Regions from separate parts of the Mus musculus genome. Here regions 1, 2 and 4 are each linked to region 3. The links are chromatin contacts, called in public HiChIP or PLAC-seq and promoter capture Hi-C maps. All regions are on one chromosome and are shown on one strand. The core of a region is the stretch at or near the end of the contact, and the rest is flanking DNA. Distances in the headings are between cores, read along the strand shown.

Region 1 (7,178 bases), core at 1,472-3,971, 150 kb before region 3:
GAAAAGCAATGGGACTCCAGATCAGCAAGTAGCTAGAAACCAGCCCCATCCTGTCCCCTTGAAGCAGAACTCAACAGGGGCGTTTTGCAGGTCTCTGGAGACACAAGGAGCTGGTGCCAACCTTAAACAAGTTGTAAGCTTTTGTCTATCACTAACAACTATCTATATAGGCTTTGATAATGCTGCCTACGTTTTCCTTTTTTTTTTTTTTTTTAACATGTGGACATGTTTGTGTGTGTGTAGATGTACATGTATGTGCTAGTGCATATGCATGTGTATGTGTGTGTTGTATGACAAAACTTTCCTGGGGAGATGCAACACACATGTCTACTTACCACAGATAGGGAACTCCTGACAGTCCAAAGTACCAATACCACCAAAGTCCAACTTGCTGAACCAATGAGTTTTATTGGGGTTACTTACAAGAATATGGGTGAGGGGTTACTTATGGGAGCAGAAATGATTTAAAGAGAGCTGATTCACCAAGAACCACCCCAGCATGTGTGACAGCTCACAAAGCTGGGAACGTGGCACACAATGCAGCCTGCGGGCAGCTAAACAAATTGAAAACTGTCCTTTCCAGTTGGTCTAAACCTCTTCCAGGCATCTTAGCTGGTTTCTGCTTCTCCCAGGCAGCAGTCTGGTGTGGGTTTGGCTTTTTTAAAAAATTGTTTATTTTTGGTAGGTTGGCTGTTCTGAGAGAGACTCTGAGCTTTTATGGCTTAATCTGGTGAGGAAGGGCCCAGTGACTCTGGTCAGGTTCGGGGACTTCCTTCAACCCTTCTGAGTTGTTAGCCTTCCTGCTTAAGGGGCTTCCCTGCACGATGGAATGTTTCAATCTCCGAGGAAACTGTTATGGAATAGCTTCCATGTGGAGGCCAGACACCTACTTCAGGTTTCAAAACTCAGATGCTAGCCACCTTATACTTAGACATTTTGTTTTGTTTTTTTGAGACGGGGTTTCTCTGTGTAGCACCAGCTGTCCTGGTATATGCTCCATAGACCAGGCTAGCCTCAAATTCAGTGAACTGCCCCACCCATCGATCATTTTTTAAGTTTAAGAATTATATCAGAGTCAGGCAGTTGATGCATGCTTTTAATTCCAGCACTTACATCAGAGGCAGGTGGATCTCTGTGAGTTTGAGGTCAGCCTGGTCTATAAAGTGAGCCCCTGGAAAGCAAGGGCTATGTAAAGACTCTCTAAACAACAACAAAATTTTTTTTAATCTATTATATGGGCATATATGTGTTTATCATGTTTATCATTAGGATATATATGTGTATGGAAGTAGATGCAATACAGAACACATGGGGAGACCAGCAGACAACTTGGTGGAGTTGATTCTCACATTGCATGATGGCTCAAACTCAACCATCAGTCTTGCTTTTACCTATTGAGCCATCTCACTGTCCCCCACCTTGTCTTTGGAGATAGGTCCTTGCTGAGGAGGTACACTGGTCGGCCAGTGAGGCCCCGTGATCCAACTGGACCTCCCAAGCGCTGGGATTACACATTTATCACACCTGGGATTTTTTTTGCCATCGGTTTTGAAGATGAGACTTAGGTTCTCATACTTGACGGCAAGTAATTTACTATCACCCCAACACCAAATCTCTTTTTTAAAGTTTGTGTGTGTGTGCCCATGCGCACGTACTTGCCCATTTGTGTCTGTGTTGGAAGCCAGAGTTTGATATGGTGTATTTCCTCTGTCATTCCCCATCTTGAGTTATAGATGGTTATGCATCTGAAAAAACCGTCAGGTCTGCGTGGGCCAGTAAACTCATCCCCCTAATCTACCTCATTAGTGCCCGAGCTAAATGATTAATCCGGTGCGTCTCAAATTTTGATTTGAAGTGCAAACACCCTTAAAACGCCTGTGTTTACTCCTTTAAAATTTCAGTGCCCCCCTTCTCCGTGCTCGCGCATACACACATTTTTGAGGACTTTGCATTTTTCTAAGACCCTAATCAGACTATGTCATCATCTCGTAAGGTCGCCGGAATAGCTAGAAAACAGCAAACTATTTTTAGCTAAATTACTATTACTAGCTAAATAACAACAACAAACTCAAAACAAAACAAACAAAAATTCAGGGTGAAGTTTCCTTGAAAAGTCATATTCATATTTAATAGTCAAAACACCTTCACCCTAAAGGAAACCTGGTCCCAGGACAGCGGACAGCTCTCACCATTTAAGCTCTACAAGGGTTTCGTTTCTTTGCCCTCTGAAAAAGGCTACAACAGTCTACTGGGCTGGCGGCTCTGTAGAGTTCTGGGAACTAGGGGCGGAGAACAAGACCCAAAACGAAGATGTTGGCCTCGGGTGCCCTCGGGTGCCGGGCGGAGGGCTTTCGGGTCATCGGCCTGTTGCTGTGCGATTTCTCTAATCTCCCAACCACCGCTACCAAGCCAGTAGGCGCGCGCGCCTCCCATCAGCCAATCAGCGGGCCTGTGCTCGTCCGTTCTGGCCAATCCCGAGCGAGCTTCCTTTGAGCGGGAAACATCTTCAGCCCTGGCCTGAGAGCAAGCCTAGGGCGAAGTCGGCTAACTGCTCCTTCTTAGTCTTGTCTCTGGGGGGGCAACAGACCCTGGAGGCGGTCGCCCATTGGCTGGGCCGCGGGCCAATGAGGGGTGCGAGATGAGGGGCCTCCTGGGCGTGGGCGTGGGCGGGGCGCCGGCGGCCGGTGCCTAGTCGCGAGGCGCGGGGAGCAATGTAACGGCCTCTTCGTCGCACCGTCTCGGCTCGGCCCCCCACCCACAGAGCGGCTCCTGGCAGCGCCGACGGCGGCTGCGGCAGCGGTAGCGGTGGGGTGCGGGCTGAGGGAGCTGGGCCTCGACGTCCTCCCTCACCCCCGTACCCCGGGAGCTGTTAACTAGCTCAGGAGGAGCTGGGGGGCCCCCATGGAGGTGAGCGGCGGAGACACCTGCCGGCCCCGTCACCCCCAAGGCCTGAGGGAGGGACCTGAGGTAACTGGCGGGGGTCGGGGGGACTTCGAGGATGGCAGCCCCCGGGAGAGACGCTGAGGAGAAGGCGCGTCCCTCAGCGTGCTTCTTCTTTAAGGAGGCCCGGGTGGTGGCGGGGTGGCGACACGGGAGATTACGGGTCGCGGGTGGGGGAGCCCCAACATGTCGTCGGGCCGAGTCGCGAGTGGGGGAGGGTTGCGAAGTCGCGAGTCTGGGCGAGGGTTGACCTCCCAGAGGCTTCAGAGCGGAGGCGCCACCTCGGTCAGCCAGTCGCAATGGCGCGGAGGCGTCTGTCAGGGCCGTCGAGGGCCGCTGCCGCCGCCGTCGCGCGTCTCAGAGCTGAGGCGCAGTGACGGGGTGGGGAGGAGGGCTTGAAGAGGAAACGAGGGAGCGGGGTTGGGGGGCCCGAGTTAGTGTCCCCTAAGGATCTGCAGTTAGACGGCCCAGGCTACAGCCCCAGCTGCGCGGCGCTCCGTGACCACCCGGCTTTTCCCCCGTTTCCGAGCAGCCGAAGGTGGCGGCGGCCGCGGCGGCGTTCCGTGGAAGCGCGAATCGGTGCTGGAACCTCAGCGTCGACACCAGCAATAGATTATCCGACGTCTTCAACAGCATGATGCTGACCGGCTCGGCGCCCTTCTATGATTGCTACAAGTCTCAGGTCCATTAACAAATTCAAGACTTTGCTCGTCCTCCCCCCAGCCCTCCCCCCCCAACCCTCTCCCCACCCCGCCCCCCAATCCTCTCCCCACCCCGCTCCCTTTGTAGTTTCCCCACCACCAAACGCAAACCCAGGACCTTCAGCTCCAGTCCCATACATGTTAAAAAAAACTCCAGTCAGAATTAGAAGCTGGGGAAAACGGGCTTCTTTTACTATTATTATTATTAAGTTCTGTATAGACACCAAAATTTTTTAAATTATATATACATATATATGTATATATGTGTTTATTTTATGGTGGTTTTATGGTGGAGGGGCCACAGAGACGTGGCATGACAACAGATGGAGGTTGGAGAACTTTTCAGTTCTCAGCGTCCACCACGTGGGTCCTAGGGATTGAACTCAGGTCCTCAGGATTGAACTCAGGTCCTCAGGATCAGCAGCAAGCACCCTGCCGCCCAACCGACTGGTCCAGAGGAGAATATTTTAGAGTTTGCACAGTACACACTTGGTTTTGGACATGGGGAAAATTTTTTTTTAATTTAAAAAAGAAATTTAAGCCAGGCAGTGTTGGTGCACACCTGTAATTCCAGCACTCGGGAGGCAGAGGCAGGCAGATCTCTTGAGTTCGAAGCCAGCCTGGTCTACAAAGTGAATTCAAGGACAGCCAGGGCTACACAGAGAAACCCTGTCTTGAGAAAACGAAAACAATAATTTATTTTTTTGTATATGTATGGTAGTTTTGCCGGCGTTGCAAGCTGCCATTGATCGTTGATCCTTCAGAAGAGCAGCCAGTGCTCTTAACCTCTCCAGCCCTCCAAGAAAAGACTTTTTTCATTGGCTCATTCCCTTTCTGTCCTTAGTATATAACATGTCAGTAATGTAAAAATTAATTTAGCAAGTAAGAAAGTTATTTAGCAAGACTAAATATTGTTTTATTTTAAGCATGTATTGTAATGCCTTTTAGTTTTTAATTTCAAACATACTTGCAATTTTAAAGGTAAATTTTTTTATACCTTTAATTTTCTTTACAGTGTCTTTAATTACGTGCTGTTTACCTCACTAAAACTTTGGTTTTGGGTTTTGTTTTGTTTGTTTGTTCTGGCTTCTCAAAGCACAGTTTTATTTCTCTGGTGTCACCCTAACTCTCCTGGAATTGACTCTGTAGACCAGGGTGGCCTCCAACTCAGAGATCTGCCTGCCTCCTAAGTGCTGGGATTAAAGGTGTGCGCCTCCAGGCCTGGCAAGACAAAATTTTTAAAAATTAGGCATAGAATAAAGTTTTTAAGAATGTGTATGAGTGTTTTACCTGCATGCTTTATGTACACCATGTGCTTGCCTGTAAAGGACAAATGAGGCAGTATTTCTAGAACTGCAGTTACAGATTGTTGAAAGCCGTCATTTGGATGCTGAGAGTTGAACCTGGGTATTCTCCCAAGAGCAGCAAGTACTCTTCCTGCTCAGCTATCTCTCTTGCCCCCTGCAAATTCTGTTTGAAAATTTTTAAGCAGGTCATCGATATTGATATATTTTTAGTTATAACAACTCATAGGAATAATAACTTATTATATCTATCATGTTCATTTGTTTATATATTGTCATAGTTGCTTCAGCATTAGTGCTGGAACAGAGCTGAGGAATTGCAGCCTATTTGTAATGCCCCACAGATGTTTGTATTCCAGCTTTTGACAGAGTTCTTGAGTAGCTATCCCAACTTCTAACACCTGCATTATTATGTTTTCTTACTATTTTGCTAGTACTCTGTAATAAATGAAAATTTGATCTCTAATGTGGAAATATTTCTTTAAAATTTTAGAACGAAGACAATGTAGACCTAAGGCAGACCTGCACTCCACTCTCCTCATCAACAGAGTATGCAAGTTCTATAGACTCCTCACTCTTCTATGCACCATGGTCTACTTACGGAGACGATATTAAACAACCTCCCAGTTCTCAGATCAGTGTAAAGAACAGGTAAGTTTTCTCAGGTTCAATGAGTTTTTAAAGTTTTGTTTCACAGCTATCAAAGTATATTAGATTTTTATCTCTTCTATTTTAATATTATGAGATTATAATTTTATGTTAATGTTTTAAGAAAGCACAAATTATTAGGCAGTTATTTATATATAATTTTTAGTTAACGTTTTTAGATGTAAGTTGGCTTCATATTTGTTACCTTTCTGCCTTATCTCTTGAGTGCTGGATCTGCAGTAGTACACAAGTCTCAACTTTGTTTTAAAATGTTTTTAGGTTATTTTATGTGCACAGGTGTTTTACTTGCATGTGTGACTCTGTACAACATGTGCATGCCTTTTGATTGTGGAGGTCAGACAGGTTTTGAATCCACTGAAACTGGACTTAATGGTTGGTTGTGAGTCACCACTTGGGTGCTGGTAACTGAACCTACATCCTCTAGAAGAACAAGAAGTTTTCTTAAGCACTGAATCAGTTCTTGTGTCCCAAATCTCAGGTGTCTTAAGTTCTTTCTTTTTTTTAAAAACTATTTATTTTTGTGTATGTGAGTACACTGAAGCTGTCTTCAGACACACCAGAAGAGGGCATCAGATCCATTACAGATGGTTGTGAGCCACCATGTGGTTGCTGGGAATTGAACTCAGGACCTCTGGGAGAGCAGTCAGTGCTCTTAACTGTTGAGTCATCTCTCCAGCCCAAGTTCTTCTTTCTAAAGATAACATTTTAAAATTTCATAAATTGTGTGTGTGGGTCTGTGTGTGTGTCTCTGTGTGCTTGTGTTAAGGACAACTTGAGGAAGCTGGTTCTCTTCTTCTAATATGTCTCAGGGATGGAGCTCACATCATTAGGCTTGGTGGTAAGCGCTTATAACCTGCTGAGGCATCAACTTATCAACTTTAAACATAATTAAATTTAAAATGTTTAGATCTAGGGAGCTGAAGAGATAGTTCAGTGGTTAAGAGCACTGCCTGCTTTCCCAGAAGTCCTGAGTTTAATTTCCAGCAATATCTATGATAAGACCTGATGTCCTCTTCTGGTGTGCAGTCATACATACAGAGATAGCATTCATACAGAAATAAAATTAAAATCTATAAATCTATTTTTATCCAATTTTAAGTTTTCACTAATTTTTCTTATATAGAAAACAAGGTTTTATGCAACTTGAAATATTTTAAAGTATTTTCTACCCTGCAAACAATAAGAGCTTACTGCATGTCAAATATTCTCTTATGTAGAGAAAATAGAATTAATATAGTAAGTATTATTCTTGTCTTTATAGTCATATAGTAAAGAGGATTATGACAATAATAACATACCAGGGACTGCACATGAGGATTTAAAAGAGAACGGGGCTGGTATGAGTTCAAGGACAGCCTGGTATTCATATGTATGTGTATAAATAAAACATTACAGAAAGCTGTGGGGAAGAGAAGCTTACTCAGAGTGATGTTTACATTTAATTACATATAAGGGAACTATTAATGGAGGCTTGGTGCATGTTTAATAAGGAAACATATTTGTTGAGTCCTACTAATAAAAACACTGAAAGTTAAAAATTATGGGTAATTAAGTATTAGACTAT
Region 2 (7,260 bases), core at 307-2,806, 230 kb after region 3:
AAAATAGCCAGGTGTGGTGGCACGTGCCTTTGATCCCAGCATTCAGGCAGCAGAGGCATCTCTGAGTTTTGAGGCCAGCCTGGTCTGTAGAGTGAGTTCTAGGACATCCAGGGCTATTTATTACACAGTGAAACCCTGTCTCCAAAAACCAAATTAAGAGAAAGAAACTAAATCCAGGTGGGCCTGGCATATGCCTTTGTTAAACAAAATTTGTTGGGTGATCATGTGAGGCCAAGAGAAAAGACTCAGTGGTTAAGAACACTTGTTCTGGTGGAAGGACCGGGCGCAGTTCCCAGCACTAGGTGGTGGCTGGCAACCATCCATCCATAACTCCGGTCCCAGGGCTCTGACCCCTGCAGCTGACCTCCATGGGCACCAGACATGGGGCATATGCAGGCAAACACGTTTCTGTGACTGTGCCTGCTTGTGTTAGGTGTGTGTTTTCCCTCAGAGGCTAGCAGAGGGCACCGCACCGTGCACCACATCCCCTGGAGCCGGCCTTGCAGGTCAGTTATGAGCCAGCTGGCATGGGTGCTGGCAACTGAAGGGAACTGAAGAACAGCCCTGCTCTTAGCCACCGAGCTGTCTTCCAGTCACCATCCAAGTAGGGATCTAAGGCAGGTTCCTTGATGTTTCATCGCATGTTGGCACTCACAGTGAGTACAGCGTGCCCGTGTGAGGTCACGTGACACTGCCTGAACTACCTCAGATTCCGTACATATTTAATTTTCAGTTTGTGTTTGGTTTTACTATTGCTGAATTTTCCTGACACCCCCACACTTTGACTTACATACCCGAGGTTACAATTCAGTGTCAGAAGCTTCGGTCTGTGTGACTGTTATGTGACCTGAGCAAACCTTCAGCCTCTCTTCAGATCTATTCTGTCTAGCTGCCCTCTTTCCTTATCCTGTTGTGGAGAGGCTCTCTCTCCCCTCAGTCCCGTCCCACTAAGGCTCAGAACCTGCCTTCCACCTCACGAGTGCGAGGCTGTTCTACTGAGTGTGCCCCCTCCAACACAGAAGTTAAATGTCTGAGGACAATTGGAAGTTGCTTAAAAGTACTTGGAGGGCTACATACCTGTAATGCAGCATTGGGAAGCTGAGACAGGAGGAGTGCCATGAGCACAAGGCCAGCCTTAGCTACTTAGTATTCTCCTGTTTTTAAAAAAAAAAAAAAGATGGGCAGGGCTGGTGAGATGGCTCAGTGGGTAAAAGCACCGAATGCTCTTCCGAAGGTCCAGAGTTCAAATCCCAGCAACTACATGGTGGCTCACAACCATCCGTAACAAGATCTGACTCCCTCTTCTGGTGTGTCTGAAGACAGCTACAGTGTACTTACATATAATAATAAATAAATCTTTAAAAAAAAAAAAGATGGGCAAACCAAAATAAACAAAACCTATTAAGAGGGAGAGCTTGCGTGTCTGGCTTTCCTCTCCAGCCCCGTCTGGTTTCAGTTCCTGCCTTCATCTCGGCTTCCGAGCTCCCCACAGAGGAGGGTTGGGTGAGAGGGAGACTTCCCGGCTGCATCATGCAGGAGGGTGAGTCAACCCAAAGGCATCTGGAGGGCTCAGAGCTCTGATGCCCCGACCTGGCAGTTAGCTGGCCCACAGGCCTAGAGGCTGACGCTGGAAGGCTGAGAGACCCTGGCTGCTAGAGCAATCATCTGACTGAGGAGTGAGGCCAGTGCACTGTTGTTGGTCTTGACACAGAGGCAGGCTTATGCAACCTTACAGATCTCTAGTCAGGGAAGAGTGTCTGGGCTGGAACATGACGACACCCTACACCAACCAGGAGACCGGAAGCTAAATTAGCTGTGATGGGTGTTTGTCATTCAGGAGCCTGCCCGAGAGTTAAAGGATTTCCAAAGATGAGGCACCTTGGATCCTAGAGATTACTCTGAGGTTTTGCTGTGCGCTCGCCCTTACTAGGGACCAAAGACTGGAGAGAGATTGCAGTTACAGAGCGTAGAGTGTTCGTCAGCTGCAGGGCTCCTAGGGACCGGAGGAATTTACTCTGATATAATTGTTTCTTTCTGGGACAGGATCTGTGTTGCCCAGACTGGCCTTACACTCACTGTGCAGTGGAAGGTAACTTTGAAAGCTCTGGTCCCTCTGCCTCTCCTGAGTGTTGGAGTTAGAGGCTTGTACCACTCTGCTGGGTTATGTAGTACTAGGTATGACACACACAGGCAAAGCAGCCACTCTACCACCTGAACCTCCTCGATAGCCTTCCAGTGAGTGTGTTCAGTGAGCCCCTTCACGCACGCTGTGGGCAGACAATAGACTTGCTGTGCTCTTCTTCTAGGTGAAGTGGTAAACACCCATGGTCCAGTCGAACCTGACAAAGACAACATTCGCCAGGAGCCCTACACCCTGCCCCAGGGCTTCACCTGGGATGCCTTGGATCTGGGAGACCGTGGTGTGGTGAGTAGGCCTGGCTTGTGGGTGGGACAGGACTCTTAGGAGATGAGCCTCAGAGAGCTGAACAAACCCCATCCAGTACTTCCTGGGCATGCCCAGACTCTACAGTAAGAGCATGTCATAGGTGTAAGGGTGAAAGTTGACTTCTGAAGTTCCTATTGTGGAACCTTATTTTTTTTTCTTATTTTGTTTATTTATTTTGCTTGTCATTGGTTTTCTTTTATTTTGTTTTGTATTGGGGGCAAGTTGTCTCTCTCTTACGTAACTGGCTATCCTGGAACTCACTATGTAGACTAGGCTGGCCTCGAACACAGAGACCACCTGCCTCTCCCTCCTAAATGCTGGATTAGAGGCATTTGACACACTGCCTGGCTTCTTGTCCGTACCTTGCTTGACTTGTGACCTGGGCTGCTGAGGGTCCTGCCCTCCACGCCTTTCCTCAGTGGCGACCCAGCACCTTGTGCATTTTTAATAATGGTTCATGTCTTGAGAAAGCACTCTAAACAGTGAGCTTCAACCCCAGTAGCTGCCTCTTTATTGTTGTTATATTTACTAGTGATTTAAGGTGAGCTTGCATGTGGGTATGTGACTGTCCTATTCAGGACTTTTGTTACTGTAATAAAACACCGTGAACAAAAGCAACCTGGGGAGGAAAGGGTTTATTTCAGCTTACACGCCATGAGTAACAGGAAGTCAAGACAGAAACAGTCTACTCTTTTTTATTTATTTATCTTTATATATAATCTGTAAGTACACTGTAGCTGTCTTCAGACACCCCAGAAGAGGGCATCAGATCTCATTATGGATGGTTGTGAGCCATCATGTGGTTGCTGGGATTTGAACTCAGGACCTTCAGAAGAGTAGTCAGTGCTCTTAACCTCTGAGCCATCTCTCCAGCCCCTGAAACAGTCTACTCTTACGGAGGCATTTTCCCAAATAATATTTCCTCTCCCTAGATATGCTTGGTTGTGTTAATTTGGCAAGACTAACCAGCACAGGACATGTGGGGCCCAACGCTACATTTGGAGCTAATTATAGATGGTTGTGAACATGTGATCTGGGTGTCGGGAAGTGACCGGGGTCCTCTGGAAGTGCAGCAGATGTCTTAACCACAGAGCCGTCTCCCCAGTGTCTAATTCACATTCTTCATGTGTGTTTAGCAGGAACCGGGTGTGCCCAAGTGTGGGTGCGAATGCATCCATGTACTTAGTTCTGGTTTGGTTTGGTTTGGTTTGGTTTGGTTCTGAGAAAGGGTCTCACTGTGTGGCCCTAGCAGGCCTGCAACTTGCTCTGTAGAGCAAGGTGGCCTTGGGATCACAGAGAGCTTCTAAGTGCTGGAGTGACAGTCCCACGCCGCCATGCCCAGCACGTGTTCAGGGTTTGTTTCTTAGGCGGATGTGCTGGTATAGCAGGTGTGTGTCGCCAGCACCTGATTGCTGGGCTCGGGATTGAACCCAGAGCTCTGTGTGTACTGGACTATTCAACAAGGACTCTACCAACTGAGCCACGTACTCCCCCCGCGTACTCCCCCGGCCACTTTCTTATTTCCCCTTGAGTCAGAGTCTTATTATGTAACCCTGGCTGGCCTTGAACTTGAGTCAAACCTCCTGCCTCACTTTGCTGAGCACCGAGATTGCAGGATGACCACACTGGTTATCCTCCTGTTTTAACATCAGGGATTTAGAATTTTTTTCTCTGTAAGGAAACACACACACACACACACACACACACACACACACACACACACACCCTCCCAATTTATTAAGTGCCTTTTTCCTTCAACTAGATTGTAGAGATCCTCTCAAGGACCGTCAGCAGTTCTGCCATACCTGTCTTAGGAACAGAGGGGTTGGTTTGGTTTGGTTTGGTTTGATTTGGTTTTTGTTTTTTTCGAGACAGGGTTTCTCTGTGTAGCCCTGGCTGTCCTGGAACTCACTTTGTAGACCAGGCTGGCCTCGAACTCAGAAATCCACCTGCCTCTGCCTCCCAAGTGCTGTGATTAAAGATGTGCGCCACCACGCCCAGATGCTTCTTCTTCCTTTTTTTTTTTTTAAAGATTTACTTATTATTATACATAAGTACACTGTAGCTGTCTTCAGATATGCCAGAAGAGGGCATCAGATCTCATTATGGGTGGTTGTGAGCCACCATGTGGTTGCTGGGATTTGAACTCAGGACCTTTGGAGGAGCAGTCAGTGCTCTTACCTGCTGAGCCATCTTGCCAACCCCCTTCCAGCCCCCTTCTTTAGCTTTTTACTGGTGAGGTGGGGGTGGGAGGATGGGAGATGAGAAGCAGGTGTGGGCCATAGCATATATCCCTGTGGAGATAGAGGGCAGTGTTGTGACGTCAGTTCTCTTCTGCCTTATGTGAGCTCCAGGAATTGAACTCAGGTCATTAAACCAGTTTTCTTCTACTTGGGCCAACTGATGGGGATGGCTTATGAAGGCAGAAAAAGTTTGTTGGGCTAAATGAAAAAATCCAATCATGTTTTTGGTTTTTTAAATATGGCAGTGGTGTCCTGGAAGTAAGTGATTCCTTAATCAGCCCCCAAACTCACTTCTCCAAAGCATGTTCACAGAAAATGGGAGGCTTCCTCTGGGGACCAGGGTAATCTTAAGTAGTTGGTTAGCAGGTTCTATAGATGCAGCTGTGTACTGAAGTGTGCGACCCTGCCCTCTAGTGGTTCCATTTCTTATTGCAACCAAGGGTTCTTGTTCTAAAAGAAGCCAACGTTCCATGCCTGGGTTGAAAGGGATTGTGAGACCTGGGGTGGATTTGGTAGTTTGCTTTGTCCTTCTGTGAAGCCTGGCGCTGCGTGGAGTTGAAGTTGCCCCGTTTGGCAGAGCATCTCAGTGAGCTCCCTCTCTCTCCGCAGCTGAAAGAGCTGTACACCCTCCTGAACGAGAACTACGTGGAAGATGATGACAATATGTTCCGATTCGACTATTCCCCAGAGTTTCTCTTGTGGTAAGTCATAAGGGGTGTCTTTTATATCTTTATTTAACTTGGAAACAATAGGAATTTGTTTCTCATGATTCTGGAGGCTAGGAAATCGAAGGAGCCAGAGGTTTAGTGTGATAATAGCCTGGTCTCCAGTCTCCAAAACCTCTCCTAGTTAGAAGACAAAGCAGGTAGCAGATCCCAAGAGCCAGCCGCTGAGTGTGAAATCTCTGTGTCCCTCAGTTTGTACATCTGGAGACTTGCTTTAAGTGGTGTTTAGAACTGAAACCTTCCTTAAAATAAATTGCTAGAGGGAGACATGCAGAGTTGTTTCCCAGCAAAGACCATATACTCCATGGTGACTTTCTCAAGGGGAGAAGAGCAGAAGAGCCCTTAAGATTGGAAAGAAAGTTCCTTACAATCCAGTTATTGAGCATGCTCAATTATAGAAAAAGTCTATCCTGGATAAACCATCTGCTATCCTGGGCTACACTCAACCTCTCAGCAGATAGAGGCACGAGGCTGAAGTGGAGCAGGATCACCCTGGGAGGTAGGGAAAGCAGAAAGGAGCGATGCTGAGAGGCGGGACAGAGCCCAGGGTCTCAGAGCACCGTGTAGTTCCTTACCAAAGGACGACTGGCTCTTTGCGTAGAAGACCTCCAGTCCAAGCTTTGAGATGAACATAAAGGCTGGGCGTGGTGGCACACACCTTTAAAATCGGCACTCGGGAGGCAGAGACAGAGACAGGCAAATCTCTGTGTGTTCGAGGCCAGCTGAGGCTACACCATAAGAACCTGTTTCAAAAAACAGAAACACAGAACCTAGCATACGGCTGTACTTAAAAGGCTGAACCAGAATGGTCACAAGGTTCAGGCCAGCCTAGGGGACCTACAGAACCTTGTGTGGTGCTGTAGTGTGGTACCAAGGAACTTGCCTGGAATGTATGTGCGAGACTGGGCACCATCTGCAGCACAAGAAGGTGCTGTGAGAAACGGTTGTGTCTTGATGTGTTGGTGTCCAGGAAGTCTTGGTCCTAAAGAGAATACAGTTGCTAACCCCAGGTGTTAGTACCTGCCTGCTATGAGCAGTGCCACAGCTCCTGTCCCTGTCTCTGTTCCAGGGCTCTCCGGCCACCAGGTTGGCTCCCACAGTGGCACTGTGGGGTCCGAGTGGTCTCAAGTCGGAAACTGGTTGGGTTCATCAGTGCCATCCCAGCAAACATCCACATCTATGACACGTAAGCACCAGCCCTGTGGCCATCATCTTGCCGGTTTTGGAAGAGGAAGGCTACGCAGTCACTGTTGGAGGAGGATGGAGGGGCTGGTGGAGTGGAGGCATCTGTGTATTGGGAGTGACACTAGTCATAGAACCACATGTTCTGACATACATGGTGGCGCACACCTTTAACCCCAGCACATGGTGGCAGAGGCAGGTGGAGCCCTGTGTTCAAGGCCAGCCAAGGCTACATAGTGAGGCTATCTCTAAGTTGTAGCTGGTAGCCTTGTCTGTGACCTGTAGTGAGGCCATCCACGCCTGCATTCCTGCCCCAGTCACACGCTGACACACTGAGCAGCGTCAGAAATGGGCAGGAGCCAGTGTGACTCAGGCTCAGATGGTTTCACAGTCATCTGCGGCCATCTTCTGGGTGTACAGGCTGTAAATTCATGTGAGAACCAAAACCTTGGAGTATCTGCCGGCACTGGGACACACCTGTAATCTAAGCTTGGGTCAAGGCTGGCCCGAGTTACTTAGCAGGTTCAAGATCAGCCTTGTCTCCTATCTAGATGAGCCTTGATTTACTCTGGGGTTTCTCCATTGCTTGCCTCAGGTGGGCCTCCCAGCCCACTCTCAGGATTCCACAGGGCAGTGCTAGGGGTGCCCTCAGAGAAAGGCATTT
Region 3 (7,788 bases), core at 4,833-7,332:
GAGCAGAAGCCATCACAGCAGCTCCAGATCTTGTGAGCTTTGGAGAGCTGGAGTTCCAGCTCATACATCTAAGAATATTAAAGAATAAAAATTAAAAGAAAACAAGTGACATGGAAGATTTTCATTATTTCTCAAGAAAGTGCTTTTTAACATTTTAACTCTTTAGACACCAATTAGATAATACGGGTAAATTAACAAGGAAGGCCTACAACAAATAGAGAACAGAGATACCACCTAGAGAGAACTAGGGTTTCTTAGCTCCAGCTGAGCCAGCCTTTTAGGCTGGCATATTTTTCAAAAGAACTCTTCAGCCTGAATTTTCATATGCAATCTTTCATTTTTTGGTAAACTTACTGAGTAAAATATGGTAAGATGAAGAAATGGGGCTAAGGTACAGCTCAGTGGTAGTGCGCTTGCCTAACATGCACAAAGCCTTATGTTTAATTCCAGCAACAGGGAGGGGAAAAAGTGTACAAATACAAGTACACTCCTTGACGATTTTCACAAATTAAACAGATTCATGTGACCAACATGGGGAGGAAGCATAAAACACTATAGGAGGCTTGCTCAGCGAGTAGCACAAGCCTGACAACCTACTTCAATCCCACGGGCACGCATGGTGGCATATATCGGTAATTCCAGCATGCCTACACGGAGATGAGAGGTGGAAAGAGAAGTGTCCCGAAGCTCAGAGGCAGTGAACCCAGGGTAAGCTGCACAACACAACACCAAGAAAGACCCTGCCTCACTAGGGTTAACAGAGAACTAACTCCCAAAAGTTGTTTTATGACCTTCATCTGTGCATCATGCCATGAACCTGTCTACATAATACACATATACACACACACACACACACAAATGCATAACTTAATTTTCTAATTAAAAAAGGGGAAGTTATCACATCTAATATTTGTTTTGTTTTTAAATTGCTGGGCTTTTGTAGACAGCATTTCACGTAGTCTAGGCTGGCCTCAAACCTCCTATGCAGCCAAGAAAGACTGAACTCACCTCCCGGCCTTTGCCTCGTGCTGACATTAAAGGTCTGCGCAACATTCAGCCCAACAGTGCCTGAAAATCCACAGTGGCTGCTGTTATTCTTTACTGATTTTCATCTAGTATTGAGTATTTGGAAGGAATTTACTTTTATTTGAAAAACTGATTAAAACAGCCACCAGAGGTTAAGGATTTAGATCAGGAGAGGAGAGCACTGCTTAGCACACAGGAGGCTGAGGGCTTAATCCCTCTACACATATACAGGTGTTTTTTTTTAAATCAGTTTCAAATATGAGTTCCATTAAATGTTTATTTGCAACATGAATGTTATGCAAATTTTCATCTTCTAATCACTTTCCTTCATATCAAGTGTTCTTTTGTTGGAATATCAACATGCCATGAGATTCAGTTTAAGCTCAATGGGCCTATTCTGCAGTATTAATATATAGTCCTAGACACGCTTTTAAAAACCCAAATGTTACTTTACAGCTTTACGACTAGCTATTAGAGTTTAAGAACACTACTCTGTGTACAGATCTCCTTTTTATTTTTCCTATCTTAAGAAATTATGCTCATATATATACAATTTCAAACCTCCAAAGTGTGTGTGTGTGGAGGGGTAAGTTTCCCCATGAAAAACATATAAAAAGCAACTAGAAACAAAGCTCCTAATTGTTGAGAGTTCTGTTGTGGTCCAAATAATAAACTATTTATGCTAACAGGATGTGGTGCACACCTGGTGGAGGTGAGGCAGTGAGATCAGGGATTCAGGGCTATGCTCAACTACATTCTGAGTTTCATGTCACTCTGGACTATTTACTTCATGTATGTGAGTACACTGTAGCTGTCTTCAGACACACCAGAAGGGGGAGTCATACTGCATTACAGATGGTTGTGAGCCACCATGTGGTTGCTGGGATTTGACCTCAGGAACTCAGTTCCACTGAGCCATCTCTCCAACCCCCTCCATGGTAACTCTTATAAAAGAAAGCATTTAACTGGGGCTTGCTTACAGTTTCAAAGGTTCAGTCCATTATCATCAGCCAGTGTACTCAACCTCTGAACCATTTCTTTAGTCTTGTTTTGTTTTGTTGAGATAGGGTCTCACTATGTGGTCCCTGTGTGTCTTTGAACTCACAGAGATCCACTTGCCTCTGCCTTCCAAAGTGCCTGAATTAAAGGCAAGAGTCACATGTCCAATTAAAAAGAAATATTTAAACTGACAAACCACAACAAAACAGCACTATATTCATATATAAGACCACTAACATACAAAAAACAGTATATAAACAAGGTGTATACACCTATAATCCTTAGCACTTGAGGTTAAGGCATACAGACCAGTTCTGAGACCAACTTGGGCTGTATAGGGGAGACTCTATCTTGGAAAAAAACAAACAAAAGAAAACGAGAAAAATATGCAACATGTAATAATAGCAAGGCTTCCAGGTAGATGCACTAAAGCTTTATCAAAAGTATTTTACTGCACTAAACTACTACTAAGAAAAAAATTAGTGGGCAGCAACTTGCTGAATACATAAATGAAGTAATTATAAGCTAGGTGCCAAGGGTACTGAGATAGCAAAAACAAGATATTACTCTAAATATTACAGAACACACTATACAATCTAATGGTGTCATTAACATTATACAAATAAGCAATATGTCCTAGAAGAGTAACTGTATTTTTAGTCCCTAGGCTAAACTAGAATAGGAAATAGGTTTCTTTCTTTCTACTTAATTTTATTTTATAAGTATTTTACTCATTCGTATATCGGCATGCCGCTTGTGTGCTTGGTGCTTGCGAGGTCAGAAGACAGCATTAAGATACCCTTGCGTTGGAGTTATGGATGGCTGTAAACTGCCGTGTCAATGCTGGGAATTGAACCCATGTCCTCTGCAAGAACAAGTGTTCTTACCCACTGAACCATCTGTCTAGCCCTGAAAGGTTTCTTGACAGGAGTAAAGGACAGAGTTGCTTCTGGAGTAAAGGAAACAGATGTAGTGCAGGCAAAGACTCTGACTGAGCTTTAAACTTTTTCAGGAAGTAGGAAAAAGACAAGTATGACACAGATACATGGAATAAGAGAAAATGTGAAAGCAGGGCTGGGGGTGTAGCTCTGTGGCAGTGTTTGTCTGTCATGCCCTGGGTTCAATCTCTAGTATAGAACAGAAGGAAAAGAAGACAACTATAGGGATGAGCTAGAGGTGTGGCTTAGTTAGTAGAGTGCTTCTCTAGCGTGCAAGCTGTTCTAGGCTGGATCTCCAGCACTGTCTACACCAACGGGGCGCTATGGCCTAGACCAGCCATTCTAATCCTATGAGCACATGGGAAGAAAGAGGCAGACCGCCATGAGACTGCAGCCAATCTGGGCTAGCATTAAGACCCTGTCTCGAAAAGAACAACAAAAACTCAGAAAATATCTGGTACCAAAGACAGAGAAGAGCTAGGTCTAGACTGAGAAGACGACCAAGATCCTCAGGTTAAAGACACGGCCAACATCAGAGAGGGGCCGACATTCTGAGGACCTGGAGCAGAATCAGAACTCGAAAGGAGAGGGTGGAATCTAAGTCCACATAACTACCTACTCTGGATGGGCAATTAGGAATCCCAGGTCCAAGAATGAGTCCAAAGGAATTCCCTAAAAATAGAGTCTAACGCCACTTAACTCCAGACTTCCTCGGAAGGTATGTTACAAGTCATCCTGAGGTTACAATTAATTCAGTCACAACCAGTTAGATACCACAAAGACACAGATAAAACAGGCCACAGATGGGTGAGAGCTAAACACTGTTTAGAGGTTAGAGGATAAGAATACTATGTGAAATTTATTTCATTTCCATGAGGGGAAAACAAATTTATTCTAAAAGTTTGTGCATGTTTTCCCCCCAAGGATTTTAGATAATTTCCATATTGCTAAACTTTTTTTTTTGCACATTAAAAACACTGAGGGGGAGAGAAGATTGGTCCTCATCTTTTGTCTGCTCCACTTCCTAGCTGTCCCATACACTCACTTAATGGGGAGAAGGTTGCTGGGATACAGCTTAGTGACAGAGCACATACGTAGCCCTTGGTACAGTCTCCAGGACCACAAAAATGTTTGTTGAATGAACTACCTATAACCCATCATTCTGGAGAGTCAAGCAGTAGGGAGTTCAAAGCCACCCTAGGCTGCATACCAAGTTCCAGATCAACCCATGCCACACAATGATAGCCAGCTTCAAAGAATAACATTAAAAAGTAAAATGTAATCTTTAATGAGATCATCTCACTGTTGTAGGAAACACTTTGGTTAAACACATTCCATGGGTCTGTAAGCTAACCCTTTGCCAAGGTGTACTGAGAGCCAACTCCAGACTTTGTAAAACAAGAATTTACTGCTTGTATGTGAGCCAGTATTCAATACCTCCTCATCCATTCTTTAGCAAAGGAACAGAACTAATAGGATGAAACCAATGTTTTGGAACCATAACACATCAGAACACATTTGCAGAACTTATAATGCCAGTTTTCTCTCCAAAACGCCCTTTGCCTACTCTGCACCCGAAGATCTGGCATCACAAATCGTTTTACCCTTTACCCCGAAGACTGTTCTAATTCCTTTCATTCTGCCATTACACAGCCCTTAAGAAACTCAAAGTAGCTGCAAATAAATCCTGCTGGCCCCAAACAAAACCTGCAATTTTTAACAAAAACTCACAATTAATTTAGTTACAAGCTAAGCAATCAAATTCGTGGGGCCTTTTTTGTTTCTCTTTGTTTTGCATTTTTTGCTCTGAAAAATACCTGCAAACTGTTTACAAGGGGGAAGGATTAATCCCCAAATTACATTATTAATCCTCTTCCTACAGTTACTCATGTACTACAGACAAAATGATTTCTGCCTAACAGAACTAAAGTCTTTCGTTTACAAGGCTTTTTGTACAGCGCTTTCACATATATCCACTTGTAAGGGTGCACAACAAAAGCAATAACTTTTAGACTTAAGACACATACAAGATAACTTATCCAGAATTTGGTCTACCTTGAGTTCCTCGATTGCACCTAGTGTGGACGAGAACAAAATAAAGCCCGAGCACAATGAAATCTGTGGCGTTGCCAGTCCCCGAGGACCAAAAGGAAAATGTCTTCAAATGACAAAAACCAAACTCATCCCACTTCGCAAAAGAAAAGCAATCCCAAATAATCCGCAAAGCGGGGACCGGCGGGGGAGGACCCCAAATTCTAAACATGGGTCATGTAAATCTTTTCAACTCGAAACTCCAAACGCGGCAGCCAGCCCAATCACAGCATTAGCGCCTCCTCTCTATTTTCAATCTGGAGACTCAACGAAGAACAATTAAAAAAAAAAAAAAAAAGGCCACAGCAGAGCTCCAAAGTTTTCCGAAGTGAGAATAAAGTCATCTCAAGTAAAGAAAAGGCGTCCAGCAAGAGGCGACGGGCCGGGTCCTCCCGCCAGCCCCTCTCCCGCTCCGCAGCGCTCGAACCAAACCTCCAGTAAAAAAGGGGGGAAAAAGAAACCTCCGAGGGGGACAGAGGACCCGCCGGAGCCCGCAGCACGCCGCCGAAGAGCGGCCCAGGCCGTCAGACAAAGACGAGCCCGCCCAGCGCCAGCCCGGCCGGGTCCCCCAACCGCCCCGAGGAGTTGCGGGAGCACCGCCGCCCGCTCCCGGCCCGCCCGAGCCGTTTCCCTCCCAATTTGGGAACCGCGCGCCTGGGGACAAAGAGGGCGGGCGCGCCGGCGGCGGGACGCGGGTGGCGACGCCCCTCGGGGCTCGGCGGGCGCTCCTTCCCGCCCTGCCGCCCCCAGGAACCCGGCCCGCCGCCGCCGCCGCTTTCGAGGCGCCTCAGAGTTCGCCCGGCCGCGCCCGGCCCGGGGCCCCTCAAGCCGCCGCTCACCCGGCGGTGGGCGCCCCCGAAGCCGCCTCCTCCGCCGGGCCTCGGCCCGTCCCGCCGGCCGCCGCCTCATGGGCCCCGCGTCGCCATCACCTTCGCCGCCTCGCCGCCGCCGCCACCGCCGCCGCCTCCTTCGCCTCAGCCTTCAAGCCGAGGCTGAAGCCGCTCCGGCCGCGCCCGCCGCCTCCCTCTCTCCCGCTCCCGCCGCCGGGACCCGCGGGGAGGCGCCTGCGCACTGCGTGCCGCGGTGGGGGTGGGGGCGTCCCGTCTCGGCCTGGGAGCGGGGGCGCGGCTGCACGTGCGCCTCGAGTGGGAGGGGGCGCCCGGAGCGCGCGGCCCCGCGCCGGCGCCAACTTTCCGTGACCGGCCGCGCGCGTTCCCGGGCGGTCCCGTACGCGGCGGGGCGCGCGGTGGCGGGAGGACCCCTGCGCGGGGAGCCCCGGTGGGCGGCTGACTTCGAGCGCCGCGGGCTCATTTCCTGTGGCGTGATTCCCCGGAGGAGCCGGCCAGTGACAGCGTGATGGAGACACGCCTCACCTGAGTTTCCAGGGTCGGACCGCAGAGCTCCACCGTTATCTCGTGCGCTAGGTCAGGGCCTTGGTCCAGCGGATCTCGGGATGCTCATGGCCGTTCTAGGCTCTGCTCTGCAGTTGCTCGAAAAACCTCCGGGGCTTCTCGGCCAACCATCCCCGCCTGGTGGAATCATGGTTTTTACAGGCGTTCTGCATAGTTTTGAGGTCCTGGATTTCTCGGATTAGTAAGACCCTAATAGGCCATTTCCTCTTAACTCCTTGCATCCCAGCGGGATCCCAATTACAAGACTTGAAATGCACATGGACAGGAATTCCCCTGGCCGAAACTGCGGGTTAAGAAAAGGAAAACTAGCGGGAGAGACGGCTCAGCGGCTATGCAGTTTGTACTACTGTTGCAGAGAATCTTCTACACCCACGTTGTGTGGTTCACAACCACCTGTAACTCCAGCCTCTGGAGGATCCGACTCTCTCGGGGCACCTATATCGATGTGCACATACCTACACATAGACCCAGAGACACATAATTAAAAATAATAAAAAATAAATCTTTATTAAAAAAGAAACGAGAAATTCCCCTAAATACTTTAACGAGATTGAGACTGGGTGGTGAAAGGCAGTTTACCAAAGAGATGGGAGGGGAGGGCCATTCCTGTACTCTAGAATTACAAATGGATAGGCTTTTTAAAAGTTTTGCCCCTGGACAGGGATGAAATTAAACACTAACAAGTGAGGCGACTTGTGGATCAAATTTCTCCCGAAGCTAGGTCACAGGTTGGGATGAAAAGGGATGGTCCATTGCCTACCCACACCCTCCGAAATTTTGTTTGGTTGCTATGATGTGTGTGGTTTTTTTTTTTTTTTTTTTTAGGAAAGTGCCCAAATTTTTAAATCCTTTTTTTTTTTTTTTTTTTTTGGCTTCTCTCTAAAAATCAAAGAATGTGCTCACTTTGAGCCTCATGTTTCATTTTTGATATTTTGTTTGATTTTTTATGAAACGAAGTCCCATTATAGCACAGGCTGATCTCAGACTCGACCTGTGGCTGAGAGCTAGCTTTGAAGTCTTGATGCTCCTGCCTTTGTCTCAGGAGGCGGGGTCTAAGGCAGACACCACCCCCACTGTGCTGTGCTCTGAACCTTTATTTTTGTTTGCTTCTTTGTTTTTTGAGATGGGGTCACCTTGGCTGTCCTAGAGCTTGTTATGTAGATCAGACTGCTCAGGAACTCAGAGGGATTCCCCAGCTCTTACCTCCTAAGTGCTAGGAGTAGAGGTAAGGGACACCATGGCCAACCATGAGCCTCTGGTTTTATGGGATAGCCATTTCTGATCCACATTTGGTTTATTGAGAACCTACACCCTCCCGCTCA
Region 4 (7,145 bases), core at 3,297-5,796, 180 kb after region 3:
CTCATCGGGGAGAAGCTGGGACTGTGGAAGCCACAGCTGTCGTCCCCATTTTTCACCTTATCGAACTGAAAAGAGCTTTCTGGCTTTTATTTAAGTGGTGCTGGTTGGGGAGGTGGGGAGGCTGGGTGGCTGGCACTACAGGAGAGCTCTGGAGCTGGTGACATTATCCGATGCTTAATTTCAGAAAGGGGAAGCTGCCACCGGTGCCTCACGGCTCTGCAAGTGTACTCAGAGCTGGCCTGGGAGCAAATGGAAAGGGCAGAAAGGAAAGGCAGAAGGCTCTGCCAGGCAGGGTGGGCAGAGGGAGCAGTGGCACAGTGGTGGCCTGGCAGGCAGTGTGTCAGGGACAAACAGCAGGAGCGCACTTACAGAAGCACGTGCTAGGAGCCAGCTCGGCCTGCCCAGCAGTTTAGGGACTGAGGGACAGGTTTCGGCCAACAGTATAGATGCTTTCACTGATGTCTCTCAGAGGGAAGTGCTGACCAGAGGACGTGCTAGGGGGACATTCCCTACTGCATACACAAGAAGCTGAGGTGTGAAGAACAAGAGCCTGGCTATGCTTACACAGGACATTTGACCTCATACTCTCCAGGAAGGAGTCTCCACACTGTGACTGACAGGGGGAGCTAGACCACTAAGCCTTCTAGTCAGCCAACTCCTAGCCTGGCCCAGCCTCAAACAGAGAAAGGCCCCTGCTCTGTCAGGGGGTCATCTGGAGTCTCACCTCGGAGAAAGTACTTGAAGGTCTCCTTCATCATTTCCTTGCGGATCTCAGGGTGGGTAATGGAGTTGAGCAGCTGCCGACGGTCAGGCTGGTTGAAGATCAGGTCTCCGAGGACCTTGCGGTCGATGTCGCCATTCTCCAGCAAGACTTCAGTGCCAAAGGCCTCTACTATACGCCGGTGGGCAGGATACCCTGGCTGGACAACTGGGGTATGAAGAGGTTGGGTCATTCCAGAGCCTCTAGTGATTCAGAAGTCCCCCACTCCCCACCCCAGTGACTGACGGGGGACTCCAAGGCTCTTTCTTTGGTTGGAGCCAAAATAAACGAAGGGGCAGAGCAGAGCACAAGGACTCCCTCAAGCCGGTGATGGAGCTGAGTTTAGGACGACTGGATCGTGAGGAGGATGAAGAATAAGCAGAAGAACCTCCAGGGTAAGCGGAGGCCAGGACACTCTAAGAAGACAGAGTCTAACGATGGAAGCACAGGGGACGCTGCTGTGCACTCACCGTGCCGCGCAATGACGTCCACGTCGATTACAGCACAGCCCAGCTGTTGGAATACCTGGATGACGGAGCTCTTGCCTGAGGCGATGCCTCCCGTCAGCCCCACCAGGAACATCTTCCCAGGAGAGAGAAGACAGGCAAGGTAGGAGCTGGGAAGCACGGGACAGTTGGCACACTCGCCAGTCGGCTGCTCCACCAGGCTGGGAAATCCTGTTGTTAAGAGACATGCAGGCCTGGTCAGCAGTGGGCACGAAGACACAAGGCTGGGCAAGGCCTAGCCCTAGGCGTGGGGAGATTTGGGGCTGTTTCTGAGAGTTAAATTCCAGGACTGTGGGTGTTGGGATGGGCTGGACATTAGGGCCTTGTGCATGCCAGGCAAGTGCTGTTCTAATAAACCATATCCCCAGGGGCTCATTAGTGTGTCCCTGCAGGCCTTGAACTCACTAGTCTTCTGCTTTAGGTCTCTGAGCACCGGTTATTAAATAAAGGTCTGTGCCACGGCTCTAGCTCTCGGTTTCTTTAAATCTTTTTTTTCTTTAATTACATTTTTAAATACATTGTGTATATGCCCTTCTTAGGAGGGCCTGAAATCTGTCAAAGCCACTTTTGTTAACCTACAGATTTACTGTCCTAATTATACCTTGCCTGAGCCCACATGGAAATGAATTTGCCTCTCCTGAAGACACATCAGACAACAGGGGGAAACAGCCACTCTGGTGTGGCACGGGATAACAAGAAACCAGCCTACAAGTTTCCATGTGCCTAGCTCATTCTCACACGGGTCACGGGCATCTCCCACAGACTCGAGTCTAAACAGAGACTAAAGAATGCCACAATTTACAAGTTAGCCTGAGGGTACTGTCACCCCTTGGTCATGTCCCTCTTATCAAGAGGACCCTTGTGACAGAGTCACATTCGGTGTCTCGACCTGCTGTCCCTCAAGAGTGGCTTTTCAATTAGGTACAAAGTGAGACACTCTAACCCCAGCACTCAGAACTTTACAGAAGACTGGGCTATGTGTTAAGTTCCTGGACAGCCTGGACTAGACTTCGTTTCTAAAAGTGAGCAAAACAAAACTACGAGATGGGTCAGAGGACCAGTGAGGTGGTTTAGCAGGCAAAGGTGCCTACTGTCACCTGACTGCCTGAGTCTGATCCCTGGGACCCACGTGGTGGAAGGAGAGAACCACCTCTCCTGAGAGTTGTTCTCTGGTCTCCATATGTACACCCAAACACTCACTTAAACAACTCTCAAAATGGCTCATGTGTGTCTGGTAGCTCTTGGCCATGCCATGACTTCACAACCAGTGCCATGCTGCTATCCAATGCCAGCAAACACTGCTGGAAGCACCTATGGGAGACTACTGTGTTAGGAATTACAGTGTTTTCCCTCCGTGCACAAAATTACCTACTCGTACAGAAACACAGTGGTTTAATTACAGAAAGGAAAGAGTATTTCTCCTCTGCCATTCTTTAGCATTTAAGGATGAAATTAGTGAATGGTTGGAGTATAGTACCCGAATGTTTGATTTTGAAATTACTGTCTGAGTTGCTGACTTGAATTTCATTAAAAAAAAAAAAATCAAATTATTTTGGACTTAGAATTAGAGCAGAATTTCCAACACTTTCTGAAATGGCCCTCAACCTTGATTTAATTCTTCCTGGGTGAGGCATATTTCAGCACTCAAAAGGCAAGGCATTTGTTATAAGTTTGAGGCCAGTCTGGTATACATAGCAAGATCCTGACTCAAAAAAAAAAAAAAAAAAGCCAGAAAGGGGCTGGAGAGATGGTTCAGTGGTTTTTTGAACACTTGCTGCTCTTGCAGAGGATCCAGTTTCGATTCCTAGCACCTACATGGTGGCTCATAACCATTCGTAATTCCAGTTCCAGGAATCTGCCACCCTCTTCTGGCTCCTGCAGGTACCAGGCACAAACCTGGCATACATGCATATATGGCACTCACACATATATTTATGTAAAAACAGTATAGCTGCTGGTGTACAGATTTGTGTATGCCAAAGTGTTCTAAGCATCTTTACTTGCTTAGCAACTGTGCCTGCCCTTAAACCTACCTGCTTTTTCAAAACAGGTATTCTCTTGTGTAACCCTGGCTGTCCGGCAATGTATTCTATATACCATGCTCACTCCAAACTCAGATTCACCTGCCTCTGCCTCCTGAGTGCTGGGATTAAAGGCGTGCGCCACCACCACCTGGTTTAAAATCAATTCCTTGATGATTACCACTAACATCCACATACCCAGAGTCACATTCTGGTGAAAAGGGGATTTGGGTGGAAAACAAGGAAGTCCTGCTCTAAAGCGAGGAACATCTGTCCCTCTTCCTGAACAGCAGTCTAGAGTGGAGAGGTAAGGGCCAGCTTCCCACACAAAAACAAAGCCACCAACAGTCACCTGTCAGAATCAGCTGAGGGTAAATGGAAGTCCATCTAGCCAAGCTGCCCTCAACCTCCCTCCACAGAGCTGCCCACACACCTCCTCGGAATGGGTGCAATCACAATCTCTGGGGATAGAGCAACTCTGGTGTATGGCAGGGCTCAGACTGGATCCTCACACTTTTTTTTTAAATTAATTTATTATTATTCATTAGTACACTGTAGCTGTCCTCAGATGCACCAGAAGAGGGAGTCAAATCTCATTATGGGTGGTTGTGAGCCATCATGTGGTTGCTGGGATCTGAACTCAAGGCCTTCAGAAGAGCAGTCAGTGCTCTTAACCGCTGAGACATCTCGCCAGCCCGATCCTCACACCTTTTTTTTTTAGTTTTTTGAGACATGGTTTCTCTGTATAGCCCTGGCTGTCCTGGAACTCACTTTGCAGACCAGGCTGGCCTCGAACTCAGAAATCCGCCTGCCTCTGCCTCCCAAGTGCTGGCTCCTCACACTTTTATTGCAACAGATAGTGAGCAGAGCCTGAAGGGACCTGCCCAGGCTAGCTCGGGTTACTATATAGCCTAGGATGACCTTGAACTCCTGATCCTCCCAAGCACTGGGATTATAAGCATGTACATCATTCCCAGTGGCTGGTTTCTTGATTATCATACAGTTTTGTTCTGCAGAAAGGGAGGGAGGGTGCTTGCTCACAACGATCAAGACACATGGGAAGTGCAGGCTCCCATGGCAACCAAATGAGCAGCTACCCTTTTGAGTGCCTTCGACTTCCATCTGCAGAAATGGCCAGTCACTTTGCCTTTAGCTGGAAGCCTGAAGGAACACATGCACGGGGAGGCTCTTGGCTGCCGGCTTGAAGGGGATGGGTAAGAACCAGCTGTTCCTGTCTAGCAAGCCCGGGTGACTCATTCCCTCTCCAGCTGTTGACTAAGCTCCTCTGTGCTTTGCAGCAATGTGCCAGGGACCTCTCAGACAACCCATGGAAACCTCCAGCTTTCCCTGTGGGAAAACTGCAGACAGACCAGAGCAAATGAAACCAGCTGGGGGGAACAGAGCCGGCTGGTGGGGAGCAGGATGGTCAGATGATGCTGGCCCTGGCCTGGCCCAAAAGCCCCTTTGTACCCCAGGCAATGAGTAGATTAGGCCCTGCCAGAAAGGAGGCTGAAGCAAAGGCCCACTGGCTTTTCAAAGCACAGCAAGGCAGAAACCAAGTACCACTCAAACCCATAGACAGCCCCCCAAGTGCACATGAAGAAACGGCCACCTTTAACAATCTAAGTTGCCAACCGAGCCATTATTTTCTAGAATCTACTTTATAGCACTTCTAGGCCTGGCCAAATCTGAGTCCTCTACAAGACTTTCAAGAAAAGATGTAGAGCCAGGCAGTGGTGGCGCAAGCCTTTAATCCCAGCACTTGGGAGGCAGAGGCAGGCGGATTTCTGAGTTCGAGGCCAGCCTGGTCTACAGAGTGAGTTCCAGGACAGCCAGGGCTACACAGAGAAACCCTGTCTCAAAAAAAAAAAAAAAAAAGAAAGAAAGAAAGAAAGAAAAGAAAGAAAGAAAAGAAAAGAAGAGAAGAGAAGAGAAAAGAAAAGAAAAGAAAAGATGTAGAACCAGCCAGGCTCAAAGCACTGGCTAACAGGGAAGGCTATGGGCTACACAGAGGTGTGGGTCTATCTCTGACCATGTAAAGCTACCAGTTTGTCCTCAAGGAGCTACGAGGTCTGGGAAAGTGTAGCAAGTCCTCTGCAAATGAGAAACTGTGGAGTCCCAGAGGCCTGGTCTTTTCTGGGCTTCAGCCTTCACAAAGGGCCCAGTACAGCATCATATCCAGAGGGAGGCTGTTTCACGGACAGTTCCTTCCACTCCTGAAAGCACCCGAAAACGCTTAGCTGGTAAATCAAGGAACACCACGACCAACAGAGAGGCCTCGGTCTCTCTTTTTAAAAATTACGTGTATTGCCCGGCGGTGGTGGCGCATGACTTTAATCCTAGCACTCAGGAGGCAGAGGCAGGCGGATTCCTGAGTTCGAGGCCAGCCTGGTCTACAAAGTGAGTTCCAGGACAGCCAGGGCTCTACAGAGAAACCTTGTCTCGAAAATCCAAAAATAAATAAATAAATTACATGTATTGGCTGGGCATGTTGGACACTCGAGAAGTAGAGGCAGGAGGATCTCTGTGAATTTGAGGCCTGCCTGGTCCACAGAACAAGTTCCAAGATAGCCAGGGTTACTTAATGAGACTCTGTCTAAAAAAATCAAAACAAAAGTTGTATGTACTATGTTTGTATGTTGTATGTATGTATGTGCATGTGTGTAGGTCAGAGGACAACCTGAAAGCTGCTTCTCTCCTTCTACCATGTAGGTCCTGGGGAGGAACTCAGTTGTCAGGCTTGGTAGCAGGTACCTTTACCTAATAAGCCACCTTGCTGGCCCAAGGCCACTCTCAGAGCTGGCTTGGCTGGAGGAAAGCTAAAGGTCCCAAAGGGAAATGGAAGCCAGCACCAGGGATTCAGGCAGGGGATTCACCAGCCAAAGTTGGCAGGAAAGCAGGACTCTGCTCCCAGAGGCACATTCAAAGCTTCCTCCCTCTCTTTCTCCATGTCAGGGGAGAGGCACAAGTACAAAGAAAATGGGAAGAAAGACTTGGAGACAGCAACGTCTGCACCCCAAAATTTGTGGTGAGCCTAAAGGCCCAAGAGGAAGTTCCACACTGCTGTGCTTTGCAAATGGTGGGCTCTTAAACTGAGCTACTCCAATATGCCTCTCCATTGCTCCCTCGTGGGGCCAGTACTCTTGGAACTTCCTCTGGTTTCTCTTTGAAAAAGTACTCAGGCTGCTTCCTGCACCTCCAGACTGAGCCTCACTGCTGGTCCAACTCCACAGGTCAGACAGTCCCCACTTAACTTCCTGGGAGCTAAGATCATTACTAAAGGACCCTCTGATGTCAGGCCTCCCTCTTCCCTTGTGGGCACGAGGCTTCTTTTCCATCTCAAGGTCTCCGTGCATGCTGTTCCCGACAACCCTTGCAGTCTAACTTAGACCACTGTTAACTGACCCTCCTCTACCAGGCAGCTCACAGTCTGGAGTCAGGATGGAGCACAGGCTGTGATGGTGGAGACAGGAATAGGGGGTATTTGTTGTCTTGGATGAGGGACGGGAGAGATCTGTGTGAGCTGAGGCCCCACCAGGAGTTGACTGCTCGCCAGTCTATTCAATCTCCCTCCCACATACTCCTTATGCTTCGTAGTTTTGTGACTTTTTGTATATGACAGATTTTAAAAGATCTAATTACGAGCATGTAAACGTGGGTGCCTGCAGAGTCCAGAGGCACTGCACACCGTTGGAGCTGGAGTTACAGGCAACTGGTTGCAGGGATTCAAACTTGGGTCCCCTCTGCAACCAAGACAAGCTCCCTCGGTCATTTGTCAGCCCCTGTGCATGACTATTTTAAAGTGTCAGATAAAATGAGTTCCACGAAGCCACAAACCATTATTTAATTTGTTCTCAG

Evidence for each region. HiChIP or PLAC-seq counts read pairs in DNA pulled down with a chosen protein or histone mark. Capture Hi-C pulls out chosen DNA fragments and counts their contacts.
Region 1: a contact with region 3 is called in a promoter capture Hi-C map of pancreatic islet. The contact joins the promoter of Meioc here to the promoter of Gjc1 in region 3. A contact is called at or near these places in 1 of 39 promoter capture datasets (cranial neural crest), 1 of 484 Hi-C or Micro-C datasets (embryonic stem cells) and 3 of 9 other capture datasets (adipose tissue, liver and pancreatic islet).
Region 2: a FOXA1 HiChIP or PLAC-seq map of pancreatic cancer cells shows a contact between it and region 3. The contact joins the enhancer-like site here to the promoter of Gjc1 in region 3. A contact is called at or near these places in 3 of 39 promoter capture datasets (the SN4741 cell line, cranial neural crest and frontonasal cranial neural crest), 2 of 115 datasets of contacts at active chromatin or transcription factors (embryonic midbrain and pancreatic cancer cells) and 1 of 9 other capture datasets (pancreatic islet).
Region 4: a contact with region 3 is called in an H3K27ac HiChIP or PLAC-seq map of the NIH/3T3 cell line, with 2.2 times the contacts expected there. The contact joins the enhancer-like site here to the promoter of Gjc1 in region 3. A contact is called at or near these places in 3 of 39 promoter capture datasets (the C10 cell line, cranial neural crest and frontonasal cranial neural crest), 3 of 484 Hi-C or Micro-C datasets (embryonic stem cells and nephron progenitors), 5 of 115 datasets of contacts at active chromatin or transcription factors (the NIH/3T3 cell line and embryonic stem cells) and 3 of 9 other capture datasets (adipose tissue, liver and pancreatic islet).

What each region holds. Positions count from the first base shown.
Region 1 is chr11:102,662,864-102,670,041 of GRCm38.p6, forward strand. It overlaps Meioc (meiosis specific with coiled-coil domain), which reads left to right and starts at 2,722. Exons shown (of 8, transcript NM_001127576.2): 1 at 2,722-2,967; 2 at 3,473-3,622; 3 at 5,439-5,596. The coding sequence starts at 2,902.
Region 2 is chr11:103,049,900-103,057,159 of GRCm38.p6, forward strand. It overlaps Nmt1 (N-myristoyltransferase 1), which reads left to right. Exons shown (of 12, transcript NM_008707.4): 4 at 2,307-2,425; 5 at 5,299-5,390; 6 at 6,484-6,600. Among named protein-coding and RNA genes, the nearest start is that of Gm42090, 5.9 kb to the left of the region's middle. Within about 2 kb of position 1,557, at least 174 of the 459 cell types and tissues checked have an H3K27ac peak or open chromatin away from gene starts, as enhancers often do. A contact at or near this core is called in the SN4741 cell line and pancreatic cancer cells, where this site is marked.
Region 3 is chr11:102,813,077-102,820,864 of GRCm38.p6, forward strand. Gjc1 (gap junction protein, gamma 1) reads right to left here and starts at 6,083. Exons shown (of 3, transcript NM_001159382.1): 1 at 5,894-6,083.
Region 4 is chr11:102,998,920-103,006,064 of GRCm38.p6, forward strand. Dcakd (dephospho-CoA kinase domain containing) reads right to left here. Exons shown (of 5, transcript NM_026551.3): 2 at 1,231-1,437; 3 at 725-928. The coding sequence starts at 1,342. Gm34620 (a long non-coding RNA gene) reads left to right here. Exons shown (of 4, transcript XR_389059.4): 4 at 1-1,729. Mir6931 (microRNA 6931) reads right to left here and starts at 1,002; the gene lies at 929-1,002. Within about 2 kb of position 4,547, at least 134 of the 459 cell types and tissues checked have an H3K27ac peak or open chromatin away from gene starts, as enhancers often do. A contact at or near this core is called in the NIH/3T3 cell line, adipose tissue, embryonic stem cells and 1 more, where this site is marked.